Regions from separate parts of the Mus musculus genome. Here region 1 is linked to region 2. Evidence: chromatin contacts called from public HiChIP or PLAC-seq data. All regions are on one chromosome and are shown on one strand. Each heading gives the region's core, a stretch centred on a gene start, on an enhancer-like site or on the middle of the called end of the contact. The rest is flanking DNA. Distances are from core to core; before and after follow the strand shown. Region 1 has its middle 15 kb from the start of Gm30483. Region 2 overlaps Tshz3 (teashirt zinc finger family member 3).

What was found. HiChIP or PLAC-seq counts read pairs in DNA pulled down with a chosen protein or histone mark.
Region 1: a contact with region 2 is called in an H3K4me3 HiChIP or PLAC-seq map of forebrain, with 5 times the contacts expected there. The contact joins two enhancer-like sites. A contact is called at or near these places in 4 of 484 Hi-C or Micro-C datasets (cerebral cortex, gonadal supporting cells, stem cell-derived motor neurons and 1 more), 8 of 115 datasets of contacts at active chromatin or transcription factors (differentiating embryonic stem cells, embryonic basal ganglia, embryonic forebrain and 5 more) and 2 of 9 other capture datasets (embryonic tail and embryonic trunk).

The regions. Positions count from the first base shown.
Region 1 is chr7:37,339,584-37,345,616 of GRCm38.p6, forward strand. It overlaps a transcript of Zfp536 not described here. Among named protein-coding and RNA genes, the nearest start is that of Gm30483, 15 kb to the left of the region's middle. Within about 2 kb of position 3,603, at least 28 of the 459 cell types and tissues checked have an H3K27ac peak or open chromatin away from gene starts, as enhancers often do. A contact at or near this core is called in forebrain, where this site is marked.
Region 2 is chr7:36,735,078-36,739,827 of GRCm38.p6, forward strand. All of the region lies in intron 1 of Tshz3 (teashirt zinc finger family member 3), which reads left to right. Among named protein-coding and RNA genes, the nearest start is that of Gm36722, 39 kb to the left of the region's middle. Within about 2 kb of position 1,459, at least 5 of the 459 cell types and tissues checked have an H3K27ac peak or open chromatin away from gene starts, as enhancers often do. A contact at or near this core is called in forebrain, where this site is marked.

The sequences.
Region 1 (6,033 bases), core at 2,353-4,852, 610 kb after region 2:
TGGTAGATGATGGTGATCAGGTAGATAACCCATCAGGAGTCCTGGAGGTTCTGAGAATGCACTAGTTTTCATGGTAGACTCTTTAAATCTGAACTCAATAGAGACAAACTTTAAGTAAGGTTTGGCTGGAATGCACCGGGGTGGGAGCATGTCACTTGAGTTCAAAGAAACAGATATTTATTTGTTTTAATACGCGATGCCAAATGGCGAGCCACACTGCCATCCCAGCATCCCAGTTGCTTTCTGGTTCCAACAAAGAAACCGGTCCTGTGTTTCTTAGTCTCAAATCACAGGCAAGGACATTCTATGGGTTTGTTTGTTTGTTTTCTGCCACTGCTACGGTCACTGTCCTCATTTACATATGGATCCAGATTTATAGTTAGCAAATCCTACGTGTGACACAGAGAGATGGAGAAGGAACTTCAGGGGGCTTCAGCTGGCCAGAGAGGGTGGCCTCTCATCTCTACTGTCTGTCTGTATTCTAGCCTGGAACTCACTGTAGATCTCAGTCTTGAAGTCTTAATCCTCCTGCCTCAGCCTCCTGCACTTGGAGATCAAATGTGTACACAAACATATGCTGCTTCGATTTTAATTCTTTGATATATTTTTGACATAGGTCTCACTATGTGGCCAGGACTACCCTCCAGTGATTCTCCTGTCTCAGCCTCCCAGGTGCTGGGATAATAGGGCAGGTCCCCTGCCTCCACACTGAGTCACTAGCTGATCATTTAAAACATACAAGCACGTCTAGGTACATTTCCACTGTCGCAACGGTGACCTTTCCCCCAGACGGGTGAGCTTGTCTAACTCCCTCCTCTCCACAAGGGACTTGGGATCCTTGGAAAGGAGAGGCTCCCCAAGTATTCTTCGGGGGGGGGGGCACTTTCTGTTAAGATGTGTCAGGAGGAAGCATGTGTTAGGGCAGCTTGGTCTATGTCATTCTTCCATCCCAAAGAGGGGTGCTTTCAGGTTTCAAGATCCAGTTTTGGACATGAGCCCCTATCTTGTGGGAACTTTACAGTTCGATGAAATCTGAGAATGATTGCCAACCCCAGCAGGCAGGTGGAAGCCATAGGACCCTGACCTTGGTGTTGGGACAGGCATCTCTCACCCCAGCACACAGCTGCACAGCCTTCGGACAGTGGTTTCCTCCCAGCCCCTGAAGCCTCACCTACAGAGAGGCTGGTGCGTTTTCTTTCTCCCAGCGAGTGGCCGGGCCCCCTGGGGGTAACGCCCATCACTATAATCAGAGAATCTGAAGCAGCTTCATCTACCACCTGGATTATAAATGTCAACCACTGGTATTCAGGAGAGGCCGTTGTCCTTAAAGGCTATGGTTGTCTTCTCTCTAGTCCTCTCTAGTCCTCATAGGAAGAAACTTGCCCAGTTTGGGAGCCTGCAGTGTGGGATGCTGGAGGAAGGGGCTCGGCCTCCCAGCTCATCTTGGCCCCAGCAACAAAAAGGCAAAGCTGTCACTAAGCCTCAGACATGACATCATCCTCTTCAGGTGCACATGTAAGGCAGGTGAATATTGAAATCCATCAGTGTAAAGTGGGAGTCGAGAGTCTAAGCAAGGGAATTAAAGCCACCCGAGTAAGAACATTTGATACACCGACCCTAACTGCCTTTTGATATAGCATTTTACTACACACTTGGTATTATGGATCCATAACATATAAATGTGTATACTGTAGGATATATAAAAAGTGGCTGTAGTTGTCAATATGCATTTACACGCTGTATTAAGAATGTTCTGTAAAAAAAAATCTCTCGGGATATGATGGCCATGTGTCGCCGAGTGAGTGAATCTACTTTAGAAGATTGGTGGTGGTGGTGGTGGTGGTGGTGGAGGTGTTCATTTTCAGCCCTAAGGAGTTTTGGTAGATAGAACAGCCCAAAATCAGCTGACATTTTCAAAAGTCCCTTGACACTCGGAACAAAGAGTCTTCCAGAATACACTTTCCTCAGAGCAAGGAGTCAAAACTACACACAAAAGCCAAATGTCTAAATCCCCCGAATCTAAGCATGGATGGGGAGCGGGAGACGAGGGGGCACTGGGGTTGGTACCCCAGAGCCGCTGTGGGTGCCGATTCTGCAGACACTGTGGGGCCCACTGTGCAGCCTGTAACACAGGGTGCTGCTGGTGGGGCTGCGCTGATGCAGAAGGCCAATCTGCAAGCACCTTGTTCCTCAAATGAGTTTTATAGTCAGTCCTCTTATTCTGTTGCTTCCAGTCTTCCTGGCAGCCTTAAGTGTATTGTTACTCTCTTCAAAAAAAAGAAAAATACCATGTAAAATGTTACCAGCTTTCTATACACATAATAAAATCAATCTTTTGCTACAAGTCTGTTAAATGAAATAGCATGTCCCCAGGAAACACAAGAAGTGTCAGTGTCTGAAAAAAAATATATATATGTATATATATGAATAAAAGTAAAAAAAAGAAAAACCCAAAGGTCAGAATAAAATACAAAGCAGCTCCTGTAAAACTAAGAATAGATATGAATACTTGCATGCATTCTATATAGCATGTGTCCTCAAAATGCCCCACCAGAATGCATGCTGGAGTTCCGATCTGTGGCGTCTTTTAGGCGTTTGCGAAGCCTTCCTGATTCCCAAGATATAGACATTGCACCCATTGACAAGAAATAGACCTTTTGAATTGAGCTGATAAGTTGAAGTGAATATGGCCTTGGATTTCTACTAAAGAATAGGTTATTTATGAGGGATCTATCACCCCAAAGCCTGGTGGCTAAGAGCAAGCAACTAATAAACAGATATAGCCACTATTTTCCCTTTTATGTGGCAAAGGCTTTATCAACAGATCATATTTAAATAAATTGTGCAAACTAAATTCCCAGTTAAAGAACAAACATCTTCCCATGTCTAATGTGATGGACACGAGGCTGATTTGAAGCCACATGCCATCCAGGAAGAAGGGAGCCCCCTGGCATAGCCAGGACTGAAATCCATCAAAGTTCAGATTTGACTGTCTCCTTGAAAGCTGGACGTGGCGATTCGGCAATCTGCGATTTATTTAATTTTAATTAAATTTTGTTTCACATCCTGTTTTGCAAGTCAGCAAGATGGGTTTTGTTTGCCAAGAGGGGGAAATGACACAGAAGGAGAAACTCGCTGTCCAGGGCGGATCAGAGGTGTGAGGCTGGCGTTAGCGAGGCTGAAGCCTTTCTCGGGAACACAGGACTTTGTCTGCAGAGCCTGTCTGGCCCTCAGTATCGCAGCGCCGCTGTCTCCTCACTGAAGGGCCTATTTGTCTGCTTTAAGTGAGATCACTCAATTCTCAAAAGTCAGTGGAGGGCTGTGGAAGGGGGAGGGTTCGGATAGGCTACTCCAAATAAGTTCCATTAATCAAAAGACACAGTGTAATGTAACTAATATTTTACAATTAGGGAAGCCAAGATGCGACTAAAAGCCATCTATCTCTCTTATACCACATGATCATCGATTCATAATCGGAGACTGAGAGTTGCACAAAGATGCATTTACCCGGTGGGGGGAGCCGGGGGGAGGGCCGGCCTGAGCCGAGATAATGAACGTGGTGAGGGCTCACGGCGCTGAAGGCTGAGAAGAGATGACAGAGAGGCTCAATGCTGACGGATGACATGAAGACACTAGCAGATACCTGACAGCCCGCGGGAGCCTCTGCGCTCTTCCCCCCGCATTATGGTCCTCAATTATCCTGGTAAGGGACTAAGGGGGGCACGAGGAGGCCGGCTGAGCCCGTGGTCATCAGCTCTGGGCTGACTTACCACGCTGCCACTATGCGAGGGGAGCAATCCTGCGAACACCACTCTGAGGGGCTATAGCTTCCTTTACCAAGGCTTTCGGGCACATGGGGGGGGGGGACAACGGGGATGCCCAGTTCGCCATCTGTTTTGTAATAAAATTCCCAACTCTTCAAAGAGGCTCATTTTTTTCCTTTACTGCCACCTTCAGGGAAAAGGAAGAGTTGGTCCCCCCCCCAAAAAAAGAAAAGAAAAGAAAAAAGAAAGAAAGAAAGAAAAAGAAAAAGTGAAGAGTGGATTCCTGGGCATTGGGGGGTGGGGGGAGGCTGGTCTCTGTGAAATGAGTCCCTTAGGGACAGCTCAGACTCCTGAAGTGATCTTCTCAGAGCTCCCCCAGTGAATAACGTGGGGTGTGCCTGCCTTAGTCGGGATCTAATTGCAGGAGCTAAGAAACCGGAGTGTGCCGGGGAAGCAGGGGGGGGTGTGTGAGCTCAGAACCCCTCAGTGAGCAGAGGCTTGGGGGACAGTAATCACAGCAAAAAGCACAAACTTTCCCTGGCTTCTGCCTCAGCGCATGCGCGGCCACCTGCTGGGGGGGCCCCTGCGTTCCCACATAGGTTCAGATCCTGCCCCTTAGTTTCTTTGTAAAGACGCAGTTGGCCTCCTCGTGGAGAGAGTCCTCAGAACAAAGGAGAGTGGTGCTCCAGGAGCCGCAGAAACTTGGCATCTTAGAAAGAATGTTGAGGTGGCAGGGCAGGTGGCACGGTAGACGGGGATCCAGGCCTCAGGGAAGGCCAAGAGCCACAGTGGCGGCCCCACCGGGCACAGCGTCCAGCAACTTTTGCTGCCCTGGCGCAGGGCGCTATTTCTTTAAAATACAATACCACAGTGATGTATTTATGTAATAAAAATAAATCCATATTGAAGCTGGAGATCTGAGGAGCCATTTCTACAGCGTTTGTGGGACCGGGGGGCGGGGTGGTTGGTTTGGTTTGGTTTGGTTTTCAATCATTACGTGGCTAACAAATGTATCACTTCCCTGCCTGTCTCTTCCCTCTTTCCTGTCTATTTCAGAGTGCTCCCCATGCCCAGTCTGAAAAGAGACAGGCTGCAGAAAATGCCAGAATTCTGTGTGTATGAGCCTATACAATCTCACTCGGGACATACACTAATGAGAGAGCTCCCTTTGAAAGAGTCCCAGGTGCCCCTGCCTCCTTGCTCTGCAGAAACACCCAGCAGCACAGAAGAGGCTAAGAGAGGGCGTGGGACGCCACTTCTTGTTCCTTCTGAATCACCTTGCTCTGTCACTCCATCCCTAGGGGACGGTGGCTGGCTCAGAGCAGAGGATCCAGGGACACACGGAGTGGTTTGCTCAATTCTTTGTAGCACCTTAATGAAGCTCCCCCACCCCAAATTTACCTAAAAGTGGGAAGGACAAGCCGACTCTGATACCCCAAGAGAGGTGCTGAGTCTGAGGTAAATCAATTCTTCTGGTTTCGGCATAGCTGTAATTGAGACACCCATTCAAAGACCATGTAACTCACTGAATCCTGCCAGAATCGCAGCCAGAATGGCTATAACAGGTTAGGTTTGACTGTCCCAGACACAAACAGGGCACCATTCCGTCTGCCCTTGGGGTGTGGTAAGGCCAGCTGTGCTAGTGAGCCCAAGGTCAGGCCCTAGCTGCTGCAGGTGCTTACCCACCATCACATCGCCGTGAGTGACATCACTGTAGGTAAAACAACAGGACCAAGTGGAAGGTGGCCGGCAAGGCCAGCCTTCCAACAGGAAACTCCAGGCCCAGAGTTGAGTGTGGGGCTGTCAGCACTCACCATCACCATGTTGCCTCTAGATGAAAAGGAAAGGAGAACCCGCAATGTTCAGAGAACTTGACTGTATTTGCCAGAACCTCTCAGTCAGGAAGCCACCGAAAACCCAGCCCATTGTCTCTGGAAGCAGTTTGTGCTTCGAGACGTTGGGGTCGGCATGGATCTGAGTGGCATTGCTTCCCACTCACAGTTCTCTCATTGTGACTTGACCAGACTGAAGACGGGGGGGGGGGGGGATTGGACAAGGGGACGGACACCCAGTGCTCCAAGGGGATGTGACAAGAGGGGTAGCCACAGGCTGAGGGACTTATGCAGTTGGCTTGCCTCGGCCACCTTGCTTGAGGAGAACTGTGGCTTCAGTGTGTCTTACAGGGCCTCCTCCTATTTAGGGTATAAAGGGATTGGGATGTGATTGGGTAGAAGACAGCTGAGAGAATCGTTTATTCTTCCTGATTCTG
Region 2 (4,750 bases), core at 209-2,708:
GGCAGAATGTGCTCCTGGGTAGAAGGTTCTGATTTGAGCTATCCAGCAGGAGAATTGTACTCACAGCCTCTGTGGTATGTTCACTACAGCTGAAGGAATGGATTTGAAAATTCTGTTCAGCATTCGTTCATTTTAACTTAGCTATTCACACAGTTGGTCGGAGAACATAGTTCTCTAGGTCTGTCTCTTGAGAGTTTCTGCTTGGTTCTCCAACTTAAGCTGGAGTCTGCTGATTCTTCAGTTCAAACCTGGGGTGGATGTGTGTGTGTGGGGGGGGGGGCGGGCACAGGGCTAAGGCATATCTCCTGGTGTGTGAAGAAAGAAGTATACAGAACACCTTTCTTCCTATGACCCCTGCCATAGCAGCCCTAGGAAAAGGTCAGGTCATCACTCCCATTTTACAGATAGGGAAACTGAGACTGAAAGGCAGTGAGGTGGAGAAGCCAGGATTCTGAGAGAAGTGGCTGTGTTCAGGCTCTTTCATTTCATCATTGAATAGATATAGGCCTTTGGAACCCATAGGCAAGCTTTCTAACACTGAGTCACACCCCCAGCCCCTCATTGGGTGATTCCTGGCAGGGGCTCTACCACTGAGCCACGCCCCCAGCCCCTCACTGGGGGATTCTAGGCAGGGGCTTTACCAGTGAGCCACGCCCCCAGCCCCTCACTGGGGGATTCTAGGCAGGTGCTCTTCTACTTAGCTCCTTTTTATTTTATATTTGAGATAAGGACTCATGGTTGTCCAGGCTATCCGACCTAGGTAGACCCCTGAACTTGTGATCCTCCTGCCTCAACTTGTCAAGTCTGACATGCATGTGCTAATGACATCCATTAGCCCTGGGTCTAAATGGGCCTTCAACTGAATTTCCCCATTCTGCTTACCTCCTGGTGCTTAGCCTAAGCCCCTCTGATCCCTCAACTCTTTCCTCCTCCATTTTCTTCTGTTCATGGATGAAGGAGAAGGGCACTGTAGAACCAAGGGCTCTCTTCCCATAGGAGCCAAACTTGTCCAGTCACAGACCATCTGCTTTTGCTTCTCATCCTTGGTGAAGAGAGGCTGCTCAGTGGGTCTCTACAGGATTTGGTACATATTGTCTCCTCTTTTCTATATCTTCTCCTGTCTCTTGGATGCTACTACTTTTGTCCTGTTACAGAAACATAAGCTCATATGTAAATTCACAGCCAGAGTGTCAAGTGGATTAATATCTATCCACGGTTACCCCTGCTCCTAGCCCATCCTGCTTGAGGCTTATCAGACGTGTAACCAGCTAGCTGTGATTAGCCGAGAGTCTAACTGGCTTTCTAGCTGGTGGAGTTCTTGACCTGGGATTGGGATTCGATTTTGTGTGATGAAAGGTACCCAAGTGGGCTGCCACCTTGTGGAGGTGAACTGTCCTCCTCCCGGACTCAAGAGTCAGCTGTGTGCATTTGGCAAGAGTTTCCCGAGCATGTCAGGATTCTGCCAGCTGCGCGGGTGGGCCTGGTGGGGGACCGCTCCTGTCACCATGGAGATCCTGCCCTTGTCACCGTAGGGATCATCCTTGCAGATGAAACATCATTTCTATAACCAGAAATAACTTCTCTTTATTGAATGTCTGCCCAGTGCTAGGTTTTGTGCTAAGTGCTTCGTGTGCATAATTCCATGAACAATTCTCAGAAGGAGAATGCTTGAATCCATCCTCCTTTTTGGGATGAAAGACCGGGAGCTCAGACAGGCATGGTCGCTTGCCCAAGTCCCAGAGGTGCTTAGACAGAGAAGACCATGAACCCAGGCCTGAGGTGACAGTTGGCATCATGCCATATAGACCACAAAAAAATGCCAGCTGGCCCTGCCCTTTCTGTTTATTGTCCTTCTGGTCCTGAGTAAGTCTCTGCGTTCATCCATGTGGCAGGTGTTCGCTAACTTCTGGATGATGGTGCCTGGTAGTGATGTGACACTACATGTATATCATAATATACTTACATAATATACATAATAGCATAAAGAGATAGGTACATATATCTTTGAGAGCTAAAGGAATCCTTTGGTTTCCTCCCCCTGGCCTGTCCCTCTCCCTGCCAGGGCCATTCATTCTCCATATTCATCTTTGGTTCTTTGACACCTGACAGGCAGCTTGGAAGAAATAAAGAGAGGTCCACTGCCTGAGTCTAGGGTGTAGGAAAGGCATGGGAGGTTGGGGGGACATGTTAGTGGCTCAGCAAGCTGTGACATGCCGTCAGCATGATGGATAAGATGATAGGGTTGCAGGGATAGGAAAAGGCATTGCGTAAGCTCACGGAAGGAGGGCATCTCTGTGTGCTTTTTTTTTTTCCTTTTTCATGACACAGTTCTCAAGGACAATCGAGTATGTCTTGAAACAGTCTGAGGAGTGTACTGAGCACCTGTCTAGGCCAGCACTGGAAGGTGCTGGGACTAAGCTAGGACGTCTTAAGCTCGAAGGCAAAGGACATGACCCAGGCACGTAATCCCCACGTGGACACTACGGCCAAGATGAGTACTGAGTAAGACAGGAACATGGGAAATGTCCCAGGAGGTGAAGGACGTTCAGATGACTTTCTGAAAGTAGGGGTGCCCTGCCCCTAGAGAAACAGTATGTCACTGGTTGTCTGGAGAGCCACCTTTTCTCGTCAGCCACATTAGTTGTTGTGTGACAGAAATCGGGTTTGGATGACTAAGGGGATGCTGAGTTTTCTACACGGTTTATTTTTCTGCTTCCCTGTTTCAGTTTGGATACTGCTTCCAGATTTTCCTTGCACCCCCCCCCCGCACCCCCCACTGTGCCAGATCACAGAGATGCGCTCCTTCATGTAAATGGCTCAGCCATATGCAAGCAGGAGAGTCTCCATTCTGTTTCAGCACACTGCCAGCTCCTGGGCTCCTTCTCTATGGGTCTGGGTCATGCTGGAGGCCGCCTTCCTCCTGCAGAGGAATCCAGAGTCTGCCCCCTCTGCCTCGTCGGTCCATCTTTCCGTTCTGTCACAACCTACTCACCAGCTTCACTCTCCTTGGTGGCAACCTTGTATGTTGTTACCAGAATGGGCAAATGGTGGCACTTTACTTTAGGGATCCCTGAGCCCTGCTCTCACGTGTACGATGTGGTACAGAAGGTGACAAGCAAGCCCACTGTGTGTATATTATTCATGCCTTGCAGCGCTCCAGTCGGCCCATGTTCCAGAGGCAGTTGCAATAGCAGCGGGCCTTATCAGTGAACAGCTCCGTGGTGTAAGCTCACAGAAGGGCAAACCCTTGGCCTTAGAGAAGGTGGCAGACAGGTAGCCTGTCACAATGGCTGGGCCCTGAACAGAGGGAAGGTTCTGATGCAGTCCTCATCCTACTATTAATTAGGTACTCTTGTCTAATTCTTTTTCTTTGGTTCTATTACTTTCCTCTGTCAAAGGACATTTTGGACTTGCTGCATACCTGCAAGAATCTTGCTACCTTCTTGTGTTTAGTGATGTCATTTTTGGGCAAAGATCTGGCTCTCTCTGATGGCGTTGTTGCAAGACCACTGATTGGGAATTTACTATACAGCAGGGCAGGTTCCTGGCACATGGTGGGTTGGTCACTCACTGTCATTGATCCACACAGGCATGCAGTTACTACCATTATCAAGAGGCTAATGGTCTCCTACTGTTAACACTGGGTACCTACAGAGCCCTGTGCACAGAAGGAGGCAGACTCATAGCACCCAAGCCTCTATTTCTAGAAATAGATTAAGAGTTGATGTCATATCAGTCCACACTGAAAAAGGTTACAAATTTGGACTTGCGTGCCCCAGACTGTGGACTCCCTGGGAAGTGCACCTAAACTGCATTTATCATGTTTGTTGGGTAAACCTTCTGCTGTATGTTTTCCCCCTTATTGTGTCTTGATTGTGGACACAATACACTGGACCCATGATTTTTACCTATCTGTAGTTCCATCTCTCAGTTCTCATTGCAGATGTTAGCTTGTTTTTCAAACATTGAACTGAAGGGCAGACCAGATCCCATTGTTACCTAGCCGCAGCCCACCACTGACACATGCAAGCTGCTAGCCACACCTGCGTGTCACTGCCATGGGAAGGAGCCCTGAGACTATTGGAGTGGGAGGCAGAGTATTAGGGATTTCAATTCTGCTTTATTTTCAACTTGAAATGGAGGAAAACAGACAAAAAACAAATAAGAAAGCTAAACAGTTGCGTGAGAGCTAGCAATTTGCTGGGCTCCCGATGACAGACACTACATTATCATAATTGTCTCTTCTACATGATAGGACAGAAAAATAATAATGTCATTTTATTTATAGCTGGGGTGGCCCCTTTATGAGAGTCATACAAGTTTCTGCCAAGTGGAGTAGGTCAGATGACATCTTTTGATCAGGCCTGTCCAAAGAGATCAAAGATGAATGGCAAGTATTGGATACCCAATGACAGACCAAATCTACAGCAGAAATAAGGCTGCCAGAGCCTGCCAGTTACCCATTAAAGCCCGCCTCAGGAAGGCAGCCTGCTTGACACATTGGCCGAACACCTAAATCAGCCAAGCGCCGGTGCTAAAATTGTGTATTATCATTGGAAATGGCTATTATTTCCTTGGTAACATTTCTGTTAAGGCTTTGTTTGTGTACGACTGACCCACCATCCAAAGTACAGTTTGACGGAGGCCAGTCCAGGTAGCTTGAGCAGTATCTTGGTCTTGGCCATGTATTTCCTAGTTTTAATTGTCAGGTACTGATAGATCGGCTTCAGCCTGGGTGAGAGGGCGGACC